Regions from separate parts of the Sus scrofa genome. Here regions 2, 3 and 4 are each linked to region 1. A link is a contact called in public HiChIP or PLAC-seq and promoter capture Hi-C data. All regions are on one chromosome and are shown on one strand. The core of a region is the stretch at or near the end of the contact, and the rest is flanking DNA. Distances in the headings are between cores, read along the strand shown. Region 1 holds the start of ETF1 (eukaryotic peptide chain release factor subunit 1). Region 2 holds the start of SPATA24 (spermatogenesis associated 24). Region 3 holds the start of SIL1 (nucleotide exchange factor SIL1). Region 4 holds the start of PAIP2 (polyadenylate-binding protein-interacting protein 2).

Region 1 (3,237 bases), core at 438-2,937:
ACTAACAACTATGCAGTTGATTAATCTTATTGCAAATCTACCAATCAAGGACAAATCTGGGGTGGAAACCAGAATGTCCAATTCCTGTACTGAAAACAACTTTCAAAATGGCCTGGGACAAGCCACTCTGCTATTCTAAGAATGCTCAGACATACAAATATGCAATGTTCCAAAAACTTTTTTTTTTCCTGCCACTTCCTGTAAGTAAGAAGTTTCTAAGACTGGGAAAGGAACAAAATGAAATAATTAGACGAAAAAACCAGGAATACCTCTTACACACCTTCTCCTAGAGAGTAATTTTTTAAATTTTAAAAGCACATAAAGTCTGTTTTAATTTAGTCCACTCTTTCCACAATGGACACACTAAACAGTTTCTCATAGAAATTTACAAGAGAACTCAAAGACAACTTAATTTAGCTCTGAATTTCAACATGCATTAATCCATCAGGCACCTCGACCCCCAAGAGTTCCAGAGAGAGGCCAAAAGGGACCCTGTCGTTACAGTTCATCGACGGCCCCATAATTCGGATTTCTTCTGAATATACAGACACACACCTGTCAACCAAGTAATAAGAGAACAAATCTAAACCAAACATTCCCTAACACCCCACCCCGCACACATGGGCATTTTCAGTTTATAGGTGGGTCCTGTAACAGCTAAACGCAAGAAGCTCTGGGGTAATTAGAGGACTTGGAGGAAGTCATCTTGAGAGAGTAGTGAGACCCAGAGAAATCAGAGAAAGTCAGATAAAGGTGTCCCTGACCACCCCTCCTTCCCACCCCACCCAAACTTCACCCACCCGGTTCTGAGAAGCCCAGGAGGGGGAGGCCATTTTTATGAGACTTGGCTAAAGAATGTGAAGAGAGAAAATCAGGGAAGGAAGTTCAGAAGGAAGGCCAGGCCCTTCCCTCCAAGAGCACCCGTGTCGGGTGGCAGCACCTGGAACTCAAGGAGGGAGGACCTGGATTCAAGTGACTGGGAGGGGTACAAAAGTAGCAGGGGCCTATCACGAGGGGGTTGAGTGGTCTAAGCCCCGGGAGCCGGGCCCCTTAAGCCCTAACAGGGGGAAGTACCCCTTCTCGGGCCAACCGCGTAGACCCTCGCCCCTGGGACGGTGGTTACTACCCGGAGGTCCAGAAGGCGGGAGTTGGCTAGTGCCTGGTTCTCCTCATCCGGCCATGCGGCGCGGGGGCGGCCATCCTGAGGGGTCCAGGAACCAAGAGGGTACGGGGGGGCTCTGACGCGGCGCTCACCCGCGGGCCGCCTCCAAGCTCTTAATGAGCTTTTTGATCTTCCAGATCTCCACGTTCCTGTCGGCAGCACTGGGGTCGTCCGCCATCTTCTCGCCTCCTCCTCCCTAGAGCGGCCCGGCGGGGCCCGGAGACACCAAGACCACAGAGTTAGCGCCGCCGCTGGGGCAGAGCGGCCCCCTTCCTTGCCACCCCGAGAGTCCCTCCTCTTCCCGCCTCGCGCGGCCCGGCGCGGTCGTCGCTGGCCTTTCCCTCCCCCTGGCTTACCTAAGGGCCCAGTCCTGGGCGGCAGCTGCTGCTCCTCCCCGGCGGCGGCTCCGCGGCGGCGGCTCTGACGTAGGACACCGGCTCCCTCTCTCCAGGCAGCTGCATGTGTTGCAATCCGCTCACATGGGGCCTGTGACATCACTTCCTCCGCCAGAGGCTGAGTGGAAGTCGGCGGGCGGAAGGGAGGGGGCCGGTGAGGAAGAGGAGAAGCTCTGCGCGCGCCGCGACTTTCCATTGGTTCTCCGAGAGGTGGCCTACAATGAGCCCGCCGATTGGCCGCAGCTGGGGCCGCGCTGCCTTGTGAGGTAGAAGCCGGGGGCGGGGAAGCACCGCCTTCCTTCCGGTCCGGCTCGCCGAGAGCAGGAAGCGGGCGGAAGCAGGTGGCTCTCGCGAGCATTTAGTCAGCCCAGCTAGGCTCGAACGGAGGGTGTTTCTTAAAGGGAGAGGCGCTTGGGTTATCTTTTCCGTCCCACTTTCTTGAATGGAATGGACCTCTGAGGTTCCACGACGCGCCTCCACTCGAGCCGGGACGCGTGGTTTGAACTGCTTCTGAGAAGCCTCAAAGAGGCGCCTCGCGCTTTGCTGCTTCTTAGCAGACGGAGCGCTCGGGCCTGCGTGCATCACAGCTGCACGGACTAGTGTTCAAGCTCTCCGCCAGGGTATCCGGATTGGGAAACTTCTCCCGGGTAGTCTGGCACCCCGACACCCTCGGGGACAAAAGAGCCACTCACGTCCCGCCTTCGCGCCTTAGTGCTAAGAGAGGTTCACTTTGGACCTGGAACTTTACGAGGGGGAAGAAAGCAGAGACTGACTGAGTTTGGAGACCTGAAGTATCTGATGCCACGTATGGTTTCGTCTGAGCTCCTGAGAGTGGAAGGGGGGAGAGTATTGAAGCAAAATGGGCAGCTCTCTTTTGGAGTTAGGAGTTGTAGTTGGCTACTTTATGTCTCTTCACCTCAGCTGCAGTCATTCAAATATTTGGGTCCGAACTGTTCCAGGCCGGGTTTTCTTGAGAAGATTGAGCAGAACCAAACAGGTAACAGTGCCTGTCTTCGTGGAATTTTCAGTTTGGTTGGGTTTGTAGCCATTTGTGATTTTATACTTTTGTGTAATAAAATAATGGCGTTCCTATGGTGACTCAGCGGGTTACGCACCAGGCTAGTACCTATGAGGACTCGGGTTCAATCCCTGGCCTCGCTCAGTGGGTTAAGAATCCGGCATTGCCGTGAGCTGTGGTGTAGGCCAGCAGCTGCAGCTCCAATTGAACCCCTAGCCTGGGAACCTCCGTATGCCGCGGGTGCGGCCCTAAAAAGCAAAAAAAAAAAAAAAAAAAACAAAAAAAAAAAAAAAAATAAGAAGAAGGGAGGAACTACAAGAGCTAGTGTGCTGGAGCGAGGTCAGTGATTTTTGAGAGCGGTAGCTTAGACTAGGGTGATAGGTAGGGTGATGGGTAGGACTGGATGGATGATGGGTTGGATGAGGAGGAAGAGCAAGAATGACTCCCCCTGGGAGTTCCCGCTGTGGTTCAGTGGGTTAATGATCTGCCTTGTCTCTGTGGAGGCACCAGTTGGATTCCAGCCCAGCATAGTGGCTTAAGGGTCTGGCAGTTACTGCAGTGTAGGCTGTAGCTCCAGCTTGATTTGGATCCCTGGCCTGGAAACTGCCATATGTCTTGGGGGGGTGGCTGAAAAAGAAAAAAAAAAAAAAAAAAGAAGAAGG
Region 2 (3,022 bases), core at 382-2,881, 790 kb after region 1:
CTCTGGGTTGAGGAGCAACCGGTCTCATGGAGAAGGCAGCCCATGGCCAGCCCTTCCAGTGTGGTGTGGGCCATGATGAAGTACAGAGGGCCGTGGTAGCCACAGGAGGGCCCAGACCCGGCCTGGGGAAGGGTCAGAACTGTTTCGAGGGAAAGAGATGTCCACCTGGTATCTGACTGCTAAATATGGGTGGGCCAGAAGAAAAGAAGGGAAGAGAAAAGTGTTCCAGAGAGTGAGGACACATATGCAAAGGCCAGCTGCCAACCAAAAGACCTGGGTACCCAAGTACCCAGCTAATTCAGTGCCCAGAACTGCATACAACTGTCAGAGCAAGAAACAGGTGTGAAGTCAGTTTTATTCTGACTCTGCCTTCTTATCACGAGAAAAAACAAAAATAGAAAAACCATGGACTTTAGCTGGCCAGGACTTTACCATGCCTGTCCAGGTAATCTGTGGCTCCAAAGCTTTGCACCCAAGAACTGGGGTTTGATTGATAAGGCAAAAGCAAAGGTACATAATGGGGTTGGAAGCCTGTAAGTCAACATGTGAAGAGCCAGTTCTGTGCTTACTGCACTCAGCACGGGGAGGGGATTCCCTAATAGGAAGGATGTATAGGTTCTTTGCACATAAGGGCCTTGAGACGTCATTGAAGTCCCCTCCAATTAGAAATGGGGAAACTGGGAGCTCCCCTCGTGACTCAGTGGTTAAGGAACCCAACTAGGATCCATGAGGACACGGTTTTGATCCCTGGCCTTGATCAGTGGGTTAAGGATCTGGCGCTGCTGTGAGCTGTGGTGTAGGTTGCAGACACAGCTCAGATCTGGGGTTGCTGTGGCTGTGGTGTAGGCCGGCAGCTGTAGCTCCGATTCGACCCCTAGCCTGGGAACCTTCATATGCTGCAGGTGTGGCCCTAAGAAAAAATTTTAAAATTAAAAAAAATAAAGAAATGGAGAAACCGAAGCTCAGCGAATAGACAGGCATATCTACCAGGCCCTGTACAACCAGGCAATGAGAATAGAGAACTTTTTTTGGGGGGGGGCTTTTTATGAGCATACGGAAGTTCCCAGCCAAGGGGTCGAATGAGAGCTGCAGCTGTCAGCCTACAACACAACCACAGCAACACGGGATCCAGCCAGCCCTCTGCGATCTACACAACAGCTCACGGCAAGCCAGATCCGAAACCCACTGAGCGAGGCCAGGGATCTAACCGCGTCCTCATGGATACTAGTCAGGTTGTTAACCACCGGGTCATGAGGGGAACTCCCTAGAACTTGGTTAGGTCTAAAATTCCCTGGTAAATATTCATGAGACACTACCCCTTTCTGGCTCCACCCCTACCAGCCAGAACACAACTGGGCCCCGCCTCCTTCTGATGACGCCACTAGCAGGTGCTCTAGGCACGCCCCTGGCGTCAGAACAGGGTCTGGCCCCGTCCCCACCATTTAGGCGTCCAGTCTGGCCTCTCCCCCAGCTCTCCTGGCTGCGTACCACGTTTCTCAGCTGGTGGATCAGTTCCTCCTGAGACTCAATCACGTCCCGCAGTTGATCGAAGGCGAGACACACCGATCCTGACCCCCCCTGCGACCACCCGAGGGGCGTCGCCATCTTTAGCCCCCGCCAGCTCGTTGGAAATGGCTGCCGCGGGCAGCCTCACGTCCGTCGCCCACCAATGAGAATGCGACGCCACAGAGCACCTTGGCAACCGGGGGCGGGGACTTCCTTTGTTAGCAGCGGTAGGGCTCGCCTCTTAAAGGAGCCGTTCACTAAGAGGCGGCACATGGGGCAGAGAACTAACACCATTCGTAATCGAAGTTTATAGAGGATTTGAACATGTATTATACGGTGTTTCTCACACAGGCCTGAGGAGCAGGCAGGCCCGACCTATACTTACTGTAAGGGCTGAGGAGCAGATACCAGCCCCTTGGCCTTTCCCCTGGGCCCATTAAACTGCAAGTCCGCGAAGCAAGAGTCAGCTAAGGCAACCGCTGCATCTTTAGCTTCATACGTCTCATCATCCCACTCTAATCGCTAATTCCCCTTATTGTAGGAGCCTCCGGCTTCCTGTGATCCCTCTTCCTCCTGGGAATACACTTAGCACTTAGTGGACCTGAGTCCAGGCAAAGAAGTGGAGCTCAAGAATGGAAAAGGAGAGTGGCTTTACCTAGAATAAGGCTCCTTGGAGTTCCCTGGTGGCTCTGCAGGTTAAGAACCCACTGTTGTCACTGTTGTGGCATGGGTTCCATCCCTGGCCCTGGGGACTTCTGCGTGCTGCTGGCAAGGCCGAAAATAATACATATATACATACATACATATATACATAAATACATTTTAAAAAGAAAAAAAAAGATTCCTCATACTCCAGTACTAGGCTCCGGGCAGCCACACTGGGGCCATGTGTGGCCATGTCAAGGCACTGGGGAGGGCCCTGGAGAGCCTGAAGAGATGAGAACTGAAGTGGGCGAGCAGGAGACTTGTCAAATGGAAGCAGGGAAGGATAAGATGATCACACATCTCCGCCAATGCCTACTGAGGGCTTTTTTTGAAAGACAAATAAGATTATGCTTGGGGTAAACCAGAGCTAATATTTATTAAGTATTGACTCTTCGTGACATCATTATGCCCTTTTTCTTTTTCTTTTCTTTTCGGCTTTTTAGGGCCACACCTGTGGCATATGGAGGTTCCCAGGATAGGGGTCGAATTGGAGCTACCACTGCCAGCCTACACCACAGCTACAGCAACAGATCTGAACCACGTCTGTGACCTACACCACAGCTCATGGCAACGCCGGATCCTTAACCCACGGAGTGAGGCCAGGGATCAAACCCATGTCCTCATGGATACTAGTCTGGTTTGTTACCACTGAGCCACGAGGGGAACTCCCATTATGCCTTATTACTAGTATTTCATGTGATTTTCATAATAACCTTGTAAAGTAGTTTCTAATGTCTCCATTTTACAGATGAGAAAATGCAGCTTCTATGAGAATGAATAACTCAACAAGCCAAGGTCACCCAAGCTAGTG
Region 3 (3,015 bases), core at 119-2,618, 610 kb after region 1:
ACAGACCAAGGCCTGATCCATGCTACACAAACATCCATTTTGATGTCCTCACACCCTGGCTCCCATCAAAATCCTATCCAATCTCCAAATCTGGCTATTTGAAAAAATCTCAGAAAAGACTTGCGTGGGGACAGCTAAGAAGACACGAGCTACAAAACACATCTTTCATATTGTCAAAACGAACACTGTCTTTATAAACATCAGTTTCTTCTCCTAAAAAACATGGAAGACGCCTTCTTTTAAAGCCTACCTAGTCTAGGTTTAATCCAACCTCCTCAATCCTCCAGAGAAGTTATTTTAGGCCAGAAAGCCAGAGGGACTTAAATCGAGGCCACGTATTTTAAAATATTTATTAGAAAACTAATCTTACATGAGTCACACTTATTATTTTTTAAGGCAGCCAAAAGTCCTCTAGCTCCCATTGTGCAAAGGAAGCCCCAATGACCTCACACATGTTGGGCATTTCCTGACTCCTTGTCTTTTCCACCTACAGCCCCTAAATTGGGGCACAAATTTCAACTGATTTTCGCTTGCCTTTTGAAGCAGATAATTTCAAGGCGAGGAAAGAGGACCTGAATCGGAACCCCCTGGGGCGGAGTGTAGGCGCCAACCCCGGTTTATACAAAACTCCTGTGCGTAAAACCCAGGAATAGGCCCAACCGCCTAGGTGATTTGAAACACACCAAAGTCTGTAACCCCTACGGTAAAGGGAAGTATTTCGTCTACCAAGGCAAAGGAAAACTCAAGACAAGAGTGGAAATACGACGCGAGGTAGGACGCAATTCCATATGGTAAAGAGACACCAGAATGGCAACACTGGAGCTGGTGGACAGATGCAGAAACTGAGGCCCAAAGAAAGGAACTAAAAGAGATGAGGACCCCACAGTCAGGTTCGGACCCCCGCGGCTTCCTCTCCTGGCCTTGAAGCAGGATCACTGCAGGCGTTCTGAGTGGGAGAGGTAGGGAAAGCGGCCCTCGGGCTGAGAAGCCAGGTCTGCCACCACTACTGAGGAGGCCGGAGCCCACTTGTACTTCCCGCTCGGGAGACACCACGTGTGAGGGGTGGGAGCCCCGGAACAGCACTGGCAGCGCGCTGGGCACCCAGCCGCGGCCCAGGGCCGGGCGGCCCTCACCGCCCCTACCTGCGGCTCCCCGCCCGGCAGCCGAGGGGCAGACACAAACCCCACAATTCCAGGCGGCCGCAGCGGCAACCAGCTCCCCGTGCGCAGACGCGGCGGCCACGGTCAGAACTTGCGCGCGCCCGGCTATTACGTCACTGGCTTCCTCGCCCAATTGTCTTCTTCCAGAACCGCGGCAGCCCCACTCCTCTTCCGGCACTCGAGGTGCTGAGCCCGGCTCCTCTCCGGCTTGTTAAGTCCCGCCCCCTAGCGTCTACATGAGCAAACCTCCTGAAACTTATTCGGCCCAGTATCCTTCCGCCGGTGTGAGAGACATCTAAAACAGGTACCCGCAGGCCTGGATTTGCTTCCAAGGTAGAACAGAGTGGAACTTTGAAGTTTCATCTCTGATTTCCCAACAGCTTAACTTTTTTCTAGCGGAAAGATCATCAGAAAGAAACCAGAGGTGGTAGGAAATAAAAATAGATCAAACTGGTATGACTCAGTTGGGATAAAGCTGAGTCTCAAGCAATAAATAGTCCTTAGAAAATTCATGCAGAATAGGCCACCTGCAAGTCACCTACTTTATATACTTATGTATTGTGCGAATTGACAAGGACCAATTATTTTAAAAATAAAAGTCACCTGCAGCTCTAATTCAGCTCAAAGCACTGAGTAGCTTATTTATACATGCCAGGTGTTGCAAATACATTATATTTCCTTCTCATGACGCTTTAAGATCAGAACTGTTATCCCCTTTTTATAGATGGGGAAGCTGAGATTCAATAAGTTGAAGGACTTAAGTGAAGTTTGTACAGTCCAAAAGCGGTAGAACTGGGAATTTATGCCAGATTTGGGTGCCTGCAAAAGTCCTGTTCTCTGATCCTGTTAGACCTTCCCCTTGCCTAGGCGCTTAACCTGGCAGGAAAAATGGGGTGCTCAGTCAGAGTCCAGACCCAGTGATTGCAGGTCCTTCAGAAGTGGAGAAAAGGGGGAGTTCCCATTGTGGCTCAGAGGATTAAGGACCCCAACAGTGACATGTCTGTGATGATGCAGGTTCAATCCCTGGCCTTACTCAGTGGTTAAGGATCTGGCATTGCTGCAAGCTGCAGTATAGACCTCAGCTACCGCTGGGATTGATGTTGCCATGACTGTGGCATAGGCCTCAGCTGCAGCTCGGGTTTGACCCCTAGCCTGGGAACTTCCATATGCTGCAGGTGAGGCCATAAAAAGGAAAAGAAAAAAGTGGAAAAAAGGATAATTTAAACAAGAGCAAACAAAAAACCTATGTTTGGTATTCCTTTCCCTTTCCACGTATTATGTGAGCTTCCAGCAGTTAATCTACCTTTTTTATTGCGTTTACTTCAAGCAGGTGGGAGCTTGGCTTTGCAACCATGAACGAAGTTTGGTTAGTAGCCTGGGAAGGGAGAACAAGCCCCTGGGTAACAGTTCAGTAGGTAGTGCCAGTTTATTAAAAAGACCTACAAGAGACATTCTTCTGCCACTGGGGAGAAAGGACAGGGAACAGTTCACATTTCCCGTGGAACACCCAGTGGACCAGTGACAGTAGCTGGGCCGAGGAATAATTCTAGATTGGGTCACTGCCTAGCATCATGAGGACAGATGATAAAGCAACAGATATCTATTGCATCAGGGATACGTTGCAAAAGCAACATGTAAATTACAATTCAGAGTGACACAAATTATAAAGATACTAATCGGAGTTCCTGTGGTACAGTGGGTTAAGAATCCAAATACAGGAGTTCCCATCATGGCTCAGTGGTAATGAACCTGACTAGGATCCATGAAGATGCAGGTTTAATCCGGCCTTGCTCAGTGGTTTAAGGATCCGTGTTGCCATGTGGTGTAGGCCACCAGCTGTAGCTCTGATTCAGTC
Region 4 (2,929 bases), core at 212-2,711, 730 kb after region 1:
GGCAATCCAGGATCCTTCCACCCACTGCACCTGGCTGGAAATAGAACGCGCGCCTCCACAGCTGCTGGAGCTACTGCAGTCAGGTTCTTTACTCACTGCGCCACAGCAGGAACTCCCCAAAGCAAATTCTTAATGGATGAAATGGCGCTAAAGAGGACCCCTCTTGGATTCAAGACTTCTATGGAGGGAACTTTTTTTCCCCTTTAGTTTTAGCAAATATTAAATGTGTGGTTTCTTAAAGACTAAAGTTTTGTAAGAGTTAAAAAGGTAAACCTCAGTCCCTCGTTTTATTTCCCCAGGGGAAGAAATTACTATTTTTTTGTGTGTCCCATTTCAAATATATTGTATACATATTAGGAAATTTTTTTACACATAGTATATGTTGTACCTTGATTAGCATCACTAAAAATATACATCGGGAGGAGTTCCTGTCCTGGCGCAGTGGTTAACAATCCGATTAGGAACCATGAGGTTGTGGGTTTGGTCCCTGGCCTTGCTCAGTGGGTTAAAGGATCCAGCATTGCCTTAAGCTGTCGTGTAGGTCGCAGACGCGGCTCAGATCCCATGTTGCTGTGGCTCTGGCGTAGGCTGGCGGCTACAGCTCTGATTAGACCCTTAGCCTGGGAATGTCCATATGCCGCGGGAGCGGCCATAGAAAAGGCAAAAAGACCAAAAAAAAAAAAAAAAGAAAGAAAAAAAAATACGCACATCGGGATTTGCAAGTAGGAAGCGTGGATTAGAGAAATGTATGGGGTGCAGTGCAACAAAGATGATGGACGAGGAAATTCTTGGACCCTGAGATTTCACTCTTTTATTTCGCCAGTGGACAGGGTTTTTCTTCCCTTAGCCTGGGAATCGTATGTTCATAATTTGCGCCTGTGTGTTAAGATCTACCTTCAAAAAGTGTGTTCCTGAGGTGTGTGAGTGCAGGTGCTTGTGAATTTTAGTATGTCTCTGAATTTGCCCTATTATTTCTGCATTTATTGTTTCGGTGTCAAGATCTCTGGATGCGACTTGGTATATATCACTCGTAGTGTGACGCTGTGTATCACGTTTGGTGTGTGTGTGTCTGGATGTGTGAATGCGCTGTCCTCGTCTAGATGTTCCCATCTAGTGTCAGTGTGGTTGAAGTAACCATTGCCATCTGTAGTAGTCGTCTGTATATCTTGTCTCTTTCAGCACTCAGTACTCGGCTCCCCTACTCGCGGTTTCCTTTTATTCTTGAAGGATGGGCGGGTGTGGGGACACTGGCCCAGCCCCACTCCGGTTTTCCTGAGAGGACAGACAGGGTTTCCAGTGTTCCCCGCGGCCGCCAGGGTACGCAGGAAAGGCCGTTGCGCATGCACACGTGTGCAGCCTGGGAGACCAGAACTTTGGGGTCGCCGGTTCTCTTGCGCGCTCCCTGGTGGCCTCGGGGAGCAGTGCGGACAGAACGAGAGGCGGGGCCTGCGGCGGCGGAAGTGAAGTCACTTCCGGGCTGGGGTGTTTGTTTGGACTGGAGAAGGGAGGCGGCGGGCGAAGCGCGCGTCGAGCGGGGGAGCGGCGCTGCCTGTGGAGATCCGCGGAGGCCGACCGGATTCGTTGGCTGCCGTCCCCGCTGCCGTGCACTGGGTGAGGGGTTCCCTCGGGCAGAGCGGCAAGAAGGGCGCGGCGGCCCCAGCCGTCGAGGGATGGCTCCTCGGCGACGGCTGAGGGGCCTACAGGGTACCTCGGGTTGTTGGCCCCCAAGCCTGTATGGCCTCCGTTGTTCCTTGCCTCTTCCAGCCGAGTCTGAGGGATGGTCTTGGACCGACTTGGTCTCTTTCTTCTCTGAGAAATGGCCGTCGCTTTCTTTTTCATTGTCATTATTATTTATGATTTGGATCTCGCAGCTCTCTATCCGGGTCCTCGGTGGCGCGCGAGGGTTGCTGGGATAGCACTTTCTCGCGTCGTTTCCCCCCCCGCCCCAGTTCCTTCACCACCACCACCCCGCCCCCCGTCTCCTTTCCCCCCTGCCCCCCACGGCCGCCTCGGCAACAAAGCTCATTGTTTCTCCCCACTTTACGCCTGCGCGTCGCCACGCGCAGCCCGTACTAGCTGCGCCTGCGCGCTCCTCCCGAAGCTTGGGTGGGGGAAGAGAAAGGGGCGGAGGGAGTGGCGGGCTGGCGAGCGTCCTAGGGGAGCATTCTGTAACCGTCCACGGGCTTGTACCTTTCCGATGATCGCTTTTCTCCGGTTTCTTCGCCTTCCTCTTCCCCTTATTTTTAGTTACCTTGTATTCTGTGCTTGGGATGGGAAGGCCTTTGGCGTCCTGGGAACTCCTACTCCAGAACTGTTTTGAGCCAGATGAACTTTGAGCGCCCATCCAGTTCACATTCTTTGATTTGATTCCTTAATTTTCTCCAGTGCTTTTTCCCACTATCAAAAAAATATACGGCTTGTGGCGAAGCTTTTTTTTTTTTTTTAAACATTTGTTGAAGCAGCCGGCAGTAGTATTTTCTAGTAACTGCCAAAAAAAGGGCCTTTTCTGCTTCCTTTTGTTGTCTTGTTTTCCCTGGTTTTGCAACTCCAACACCTCACAGAAACTGCAAACTCTAGAAAGAATTTGGCTTCCAGTATGCCGTGGGAGAAGCTGACAGCTTTTGACATTTATTTCAACAGAAGATAAATTCCCATCTTGCATATATGCTGGCTAATCTCACCTTATTAACCTGGTGGCATGATTTTTCACAAATTGCATTTGAGCAGTTTACCAGATGTTGTTTTGCATTTTCGTTAAATGCCTTTTGAAATTTTACAGGCTGTAGGTTATGTTTGCAAATAAGGGTCTCTGTAAGGATTTTAAATGAGGTTTCCAGTGTTTGCTGTTTTGTGCTTTTGTTTCCAGTTTGTAAGAGGCTATTTGGGGTAAATTAGCCTATTCATGCTACTTTTTAAGTGTGAACTTGGG

Evidence for each region. Promoter capture Hi-C pulls out the DNA fragments that hold promoters and counts their contacts. HiChIP or PLAC-seq counts read pairs in DNA pulled down with a chosen protein or histone mark.
Region 2: an H3K27ac HiChIP or PLAC-seq map of alveolar macrophages shows a contact between it and region 1. The contact joins the promoter of SPATA24 here to the promoter of ETF1 in region 1. A contact is called at or near these places in 1 of 5 promoter capture datasets (liver) and 1 of 2 datasets of contacts at active chromatin or transcription factors (alveolar macrophages).
Region 3: a promoter capture Hi-C map of liver shows a contact between it and region 1, with 5 times the contacts expected there. The contact joins the promoter of SIL1 here to the promoter of ETF1 in region 1. A contact is called at or near these places in 1 of 5 promoter capture datasets (liver) and 1 of 2 datasets of contacts at active chromatin or transcription factors (alveolar macrophages).
Region 4: an H3K27ac HiChIP or PLAC-seq map of skeletal muscle shows a contact between it and region 1, with 5 times the contacts expected there. The contact joins the promoter of PAIP2 here to the promoter of ETF1 in region 1. A contact is called at or near these places in 1 of 5 promoter capture datasets (fetal liver), 2 of 47 Hi-C or Micro-C datasets (embryonic fibroblasts and epiblast stem cells) and 1 of 2 datasets of contacts at active chromatin or transcription factors (skeletal muscle).

Annotation. Positions count from the first base shown.
Region 1 is chr2:140,502,694-140,505,930 of Sscrofa11.1, forward strand. ETF1 (eukaryotic peptide chain release factor subunit 1) reads right to left here and starts at 1,688. Exons shown (of 11, transcript XM_003123975.6): 1 at 1,519-1,688; 2 at 1,255-1,358. The coding sequence starts at 1,340. LOC110259500 (a long non-coding RNA gene) reads left to right here and starts at 1,772. Exons shown (of 2, transcript XR_002341933.1): 1 at 1,772-2,554.
Region 2 is chr2:141,291,563-141,294,584 of Sscrofa11.1, forward strand. It overlaps SPATA24 (spermatogenesis associated 24), which reads right to left and starts at 1,632. Exons shown (of 6, transcript NM_001177922.1): 1 at 1,489-1,632. The coding sequence starts at 1,605.
Region 3 is chr2:141,116,833-141,119,847 of Sscrofa11.1, forward strand. It overlaps SIL1 (nucleotide exchange factor SIL1), which reads right to left and starts at 1,369. Exons shown (of 10, transcript XM_021084842.1): 1 at 1,143-1,369.
Region 4 is chr2:141,235,956-141,238,884 of Sscrofa11.1, forward strand. PAIP2 (polyadenylate-binding protein-interacting protein 2) reads left to right here and starts at 1,462. Exons shown (of 4, transcript XM_003123980.4): 1 at 1,462-1,611.